Regions from separate parts of the Sus scrofa genome. Here region 2 is linked to region 1. A link is a contact called in public Hi-C data. All regions are on one chromosome and are shown on one strand. Each heading gives the region's core, a stretch centred on a gene start, on an enhancer-like site or on the middle of the called end of the contact. The rest is flanking DNA. Distances are from core to core; before and after follow the strand shown. Region 1 holds the start of ASZ1 (ankyrin repeat, SAM and basic leucine zipper domain-containing protein 1). Region 2 holds the start of WNT2 (protein Wnt-2).

What was found. Hi-C and Micro-C count contacts between places; a contact is called where the count stands out from the background.
Region 2: a contact with region 1 is called in a Hi-C map of undifferentiated spermatogonia, with 2.0 times the contacts expected there. The contact joins the promoter of WNT2 here to the promoter of ASZ1 in region 1. A contact is called at or near these places in 2 of 47 Hi-C or Micro-C datasets (epiblast stem cells and undifferentiated spermatogonia).

What each region holds. Positions count from the first base shown.
Region 1 is chr18:28,857,828-28,860,532 of Sscrofa11.1, reverse strand. It overlaps ASZ1 (ankyrin repeat, SAM and basic leucine zipper domain-containing protein 1), which reads right to left and starts at 1,393. Exons shown (of 13, transcript XM_021079021.1): 1 at 1,224-1,393; 2 at 733-832. The coding sequence starts at 1,334.
Region 2 is chr18:28,944,575-28,947,294 of Sscrofa11.1, reverse strand. WNT2 (protein Wnt-2) reads right to left here and starts at 1,470. Exons shown (of 5, transcript XM_003134756.5): 1 at 617-1,470. The coding sequence starts at 699.

The DNA of each region.
Region 1 (2,705 bases), core at 144-2,643:
TGTATTTACAAGAAAATGGTTGATGCTTCTTACTTCTTGTGATAATTTCAATCACTGTCAACAACTTACATTTCCATGTCAAGGTAATTTAAAAAATATCTGACACAGAGAAAAATGATAGGGGACAGAGCACAGAATTATGATGTTTTACATAAACTGATGATCCAGAAGTTTAAATGACTTTCCCAAGGAAGCACAGAGTAGCCAACAGGCTGGAATAGGCATCCAGGTAGTGATTTTTTTTTTTTTTTTTTTTTTTTGTCTTTTTGCTTTTTCTAGGGCCGCTCCCACAGCATATGGAGTTTCCCAGGCTAAGGGTCTAATTGGAGCTGTAGCCGCCGGCCTACGCCAGAGCCACAGCAACGCAGGATCCGAGCCGTGTCTGCAACCTACACCACAGCTCACTGGCAATGCCGGATCCTTAACCCACTGAGCAAGGCCAGGGATCGAACCCGCAACCTCATGGTTCCTAGTCGGATTGGTTAACCACTGAGCCACGACGGGAACTCCAGAGTAGATCTTTTGAAGAAGGTGCAAGAACTGATGGTAATCAGCATGACCTTCCAAATTTGTGGTTAGAAGAAGAAAATAAGGCAGAACTGAGTCAAGCCATGTAGGACACTTTAACATTCACTGGGCTTCCGTTAGAAAAGCTACAGAAACCTTTTAAAATAAGGAATCCTTGTGAACCGAGAAAATTATGTTAGGTGGAAACTATCCCTTAACTCTCACCAGAATCTAGAAGCTCCTTCACCAATGAAATATCTCCTGCGGCCAAAGCTTTCTTAAACGTTTCATTCTTTTCTTCCACGGGCAACGGGCCCTTTAATTTCTAAAAAAAGCAAAAAGTTAAAAAGGTTTCTTGTTACACATATATTCATTTCCACTGCCTCAGGAAATGATAATGATTGGTTTGGGGTACATCCCTTTTTGAGGGTGGGGGGAAGGGAGGCAACATACAAAGTTTGTGAATACTTCATAACTAAAATTATTTTAAAGGGAATGGGCAATGACGGTGGGACCAAACCCAAGTAAAGAGCTACATCAACAATCTACAGCACATCTGATGAAAAGTACAGTAGGGAAACTTTGAGAGTTTGTTGTCAAAATGCCTGTATTTCCACCGCAAAAAAAATTTAGGGTAACGCAGGTGAGGAATTAAGAGGTTTCGTGGTCAGGGGAGGCCGATCCCGGTATGGTCAAGACAAGGCCTCCTCTGCTACCTGGGCTGCCCGGTCGAGATACCCCATCTCCCAGCCGTCATCCTCGCTCTCGCTACTCTCGCCTCCACCGGCCACTGCAGGTCCGCGAAGCTGGCCTGCCGCCATGGCCATCGGGCCACTTCCCACCGCAGGGGCCGCACGCCCGCCGGCTTCCTCCTCCCGGGCTTCCTCCGCGCAGCCTCCGCGCCTGCGCACTGGGGTGCGCGGGAAGGGCTGCGCGGGAAGCGCTGGGGCCTTGGGCCCTCGGGCGCAGGCGCGAGATGAGCGCCGCGCCTCGGCCCCTTTCCCGTGACCCTGAGACCTAGGGAGGAGAAAACTGATGCTTCTGGCCGGCGAATCTGAACTCCTGGCTGGTGCTTCCAATTCCGTTTGGGGACTTACCCTTCATTCTTTCTAGGGTATTTGCTTGATGGAGTTCCTGCTCTTTAAGGATTGCCCAGTGGTAGCGGGAGCAGAATGAGGATTTAAATGGCACGATGTCATGTAAAACTAAGCTTTCACTCTCATCGCTTTCACCTCTCCCCCTGCCACACTTACATGTGTCCCCTGGCCGGTGTTATTGGCCAGAATGAATCCCTGAGGAGCATTATCCGTACATTCAAGAAGCCAGCAGTCAAACGGGAGCTGACAAAAGAGCCAGGAGAATTCAAGTCTCATGTAATGTCAGTTCTCATTGTAGATTTAGAAACTTCAGAAATTCAAAACACTTTCCCAGCCAGATGGTGTCAGTCCGCTAAAGGAAATAGTCAAGAAAGGGGAGGAAGGGGGAGAGGATGGATCAAGAGTTGGAGAGAAGAGAAGATTTAAATTTTCACGGAGTAAATAATACAAACACCTCCAGGTGAAAGTGGCCCAAACTCAATTTTCTGCCTCTAACTTCTAGATGAGATATTGGTAACACAGTGATGATCTTTGCCACCGCATAAAAGTAGACCTATCAAGGAATAGGGCACATATATTTTATTTATTTATTTATCTTTTCTAGGATCACACCCACCGCATATAGAGGATCCCAGGCTAGGGGTCTAATTGGAGCTGTGGCCGCAGGCCTACGCCAGAGCCATAGCAAATTAGGATCTGAGCCACCTCTGCGACCTACACCAGAGCTCATGGCAATGCCAGATCCTTAACCCACTGAGTGAGGCCAGGGATCGAACCTGCAACCTCATGGTTCCTGGTCGGATTCGTTAACCACTGAGCAATGACGGGAACTCCAGGCACAAGTATTTTAAAAGAAAGCCACCGTTCACCAATTCTTAGAAAATTTTGCAATATTTCTTTTTCTTAAGGAATTTTAATGTAAGATTTTGGAATTATTTACTTCAGAGATTTTCACAGATAAGTTTTTAAAAGTAGTTTCGTGATTTGGGAGGCAGGCCTGTCTTTCTAAATGCATTTATTTCATCACTGTTACAGATCATTGAGCACAGGCAGACACAACTAAGTTTGAGAAGACAACATCAAAGACAAACCAAGCTGCCT
Region 2 (2,720 bases), core at 221-2,720, 87 kb before region 1:
CATCTTGGAACCCCTGGGCTCTGGAGCTTCTCATTAAGGCAATAGTCTCTACCTGGAGGCAGCACAATGTTCTTCCGCCCCACTGGGGTGAAAGCACTAGGAATGTGGAAAGATGGGAAATACTGCAAAAATCACATGCTTTGGGTTCTACCGTTTCTGACTGCCTGAATGGGCCCGGTCCATTTATCTTGAGGCATTTTTTAGGGGGAGGGGGAGCAGGGGGATACGTTTGTAGTTTTGGAGATGAATTCACACGCGCGCGCGCGCGCACACACACACACATACACACACACAGACGTGTGTGCCAGTAGAGCTAGAGACCCGGCTAGCGCTTGTCTCAACGATCCTGATTTTGCTGTCGCTCTGCCGGACCCCAATAAACCAATCATCCGAGCTCTCATTTAAGGTGGGAATATGGGGGGATTTGGGGAGAGTTGTCAAAACTCGAATGGTCTCCCGAGGAAAAGGGCGATACGAGGGCGCAGCAGCTGGGGTTCGGGCCAGAATCCGCGTCTGCCACGGCCTCGGGGAAGCGCCGCCTGGAAGGGTCTATGTGGCTAGTGCGGTCCCCACTCCCATCTCCAAAATCCCCTCGCGCCCGTCCTCGTGGACTTACCACCATGAAGAGCTGACCTCAGGGCTGAGCCAGGTCAAGAGCAGAGGGAGCCAGAGCCAGATTCCACCGAGACAGGCGTTCATATTAACCCCCTTGCATCCGCATCAGGTCAGACTCCGTGTGCGGGCGCCATGCGTGCCCGGAGCAGAAGCGCCCAGCGCCGGGAGCGCCTCGTCACGGCCGCCGGCGCCTCGCCGCGCCCCCGCCCCCCGCTCGCGTCTGCGGCGAGTGGCGAGACTCGCTGATAAAGTTTCAAGCGACCAGCGGGGCGAGCGATAAAGGCCGGCCGGGGCCGCCTCGCCCACAGCCAATTCCCCAGGCGCGGCGGCGAACACGGGCAGCCGGAGAGCTCTGCGCGCCTCCCGCGCGCCCGGGTCCCTTCAGCTTCCCTCCCGCCCAGGCGCAGCCGAGGGAGGGGGCGCTGCGCCGGGCTGGGGGTGGGGGCGCAGGGTTTTATATAAGGGTGGATGAAATAATGGCAAGAGAAGTCTGCGGGTGAGGTGAAACTGGGGAGGAGAAACACCTCTGCGTGGCCTCAAGCGCCCGCGGGAGCAGGCATCTTTCGAGGAGCCACCGGCCCAAGAGCATCAGTGGGGCCTCCGCCGCAGGACCGAGCGTTCTGGATAGGCAAGGCTACCTTCCTGCAAACAGAAGTCCCCGAGCGTGCGATGTGGGGAGACGAGGGGCGAGGATAAGGAGATAGCTATGCACAGGAGGCAAGAATCCAGAGATGATTCTCAACTCATTCCTCCGCTTCTCTCCCTAACACGGAAAGGAAGAGCAAGCACTTGTAAATTTGGAACTGCCTAGTCTAAGCAGGGCAAGGTTGGGGAGGGAGGGGCCAGGCCTCAGGGAAAGGAAGACCTGTGGCCTTGATTCCCCCGTGCTGGGCTTATATACAGAGCTCGAAGGGAGGGGAGCCGGGAAGGTCCATGACCCTCCGGACCTCACCCAGGCGTCCTCAGCCAAAGCGTCTGGGGAAGATGCGGTTTTTACGCACACCCAGCTCCTCCCCGGCGCTGCAGAGCGCAAAAAATCAAGCAGGGAGGAACCGAGGCGGCGAGGAGACTGGCCGAGGGTCTGCGCCCCAGCACTGGTTGCGCCTCTTGCCGCCGGGGCGCTCAGCCTTTGCGAAGGTAAAGGGACACTTTCCCTTTGGAACTTGCTCCTGATCTGGGCCCCTGCAGGGCCAAGAGAGGCCCGAGCCCGCGGGTGGAGCATCTTGAACAGCAACTGGCTTGTAGCCCCGCCGTTTATCACCGGAAAGGAAGGAAGACCAGGAACTCGCGGCGGCCCTGAACTGTTCCATTGCTCTTTTCCTGGGGCGGAGGGACCTGCCGCCCGCCCGCGGAGCCTGCTTTGGGGAATGGGGAATGTGTATGCGTGTGGGGGGTGGGGTGGGCGCTGTATTGTTCACAGGGCGTGAAGGGGTGACGGTCCAGATAGGAAGGACGCGCTCTCCCCCACCCACTCCTAGAGCCTGGTCTGGCCGGAGCATCAGCCCTTGCTGGGCGAGAGCGCAGCAAGAGGCTGGACGGGGCGAATCTCTGTAAGGCCAAAAACCTGAAAGATGCTGTCATCGCCACCCCCTTCCACTACCCCCGCCCCCCCCCCGCCGGTCCCTGGCAGGTCCGGCCCCTCCCAGGCTGACCCAGATACATCCCCGTTTGGGTCCGGAAAGGGAGGGGAGGGAAACAAGCACCGCGCCACCCACGACTCGGGAAGAGCAGGGCTGAGCGCCAGGGCCGCTTCATATCGCTGGGCCGCGACCCAGGGGAAGTTCTGATCAGTCTGTGCCGGGAGAGAGGGAGGGGCAGGAGGAGGGTGTATTTCTGCCCACAGTGTGTGCACAGGCTGGTGTGTGTGTGTGTGTGTGTGTGTGTGTGTGTGTGTGTGAGGTGGGGGGGGGAGTGATATGATAGGCACCAAACAGCAAGAAATACCTCATTTACCACTGCATTTATGCCCATAAACCTCTTTCCTGGATGAAGCAGAAGAATAAGTTGAAATTTATTACCGTCCTCCTTTGTCCAGTCTCTCACAGTGAGTCCACACACTTGGGACACGTACAAGAGATGGGTGGCCTCAGACGAACCACCATAAA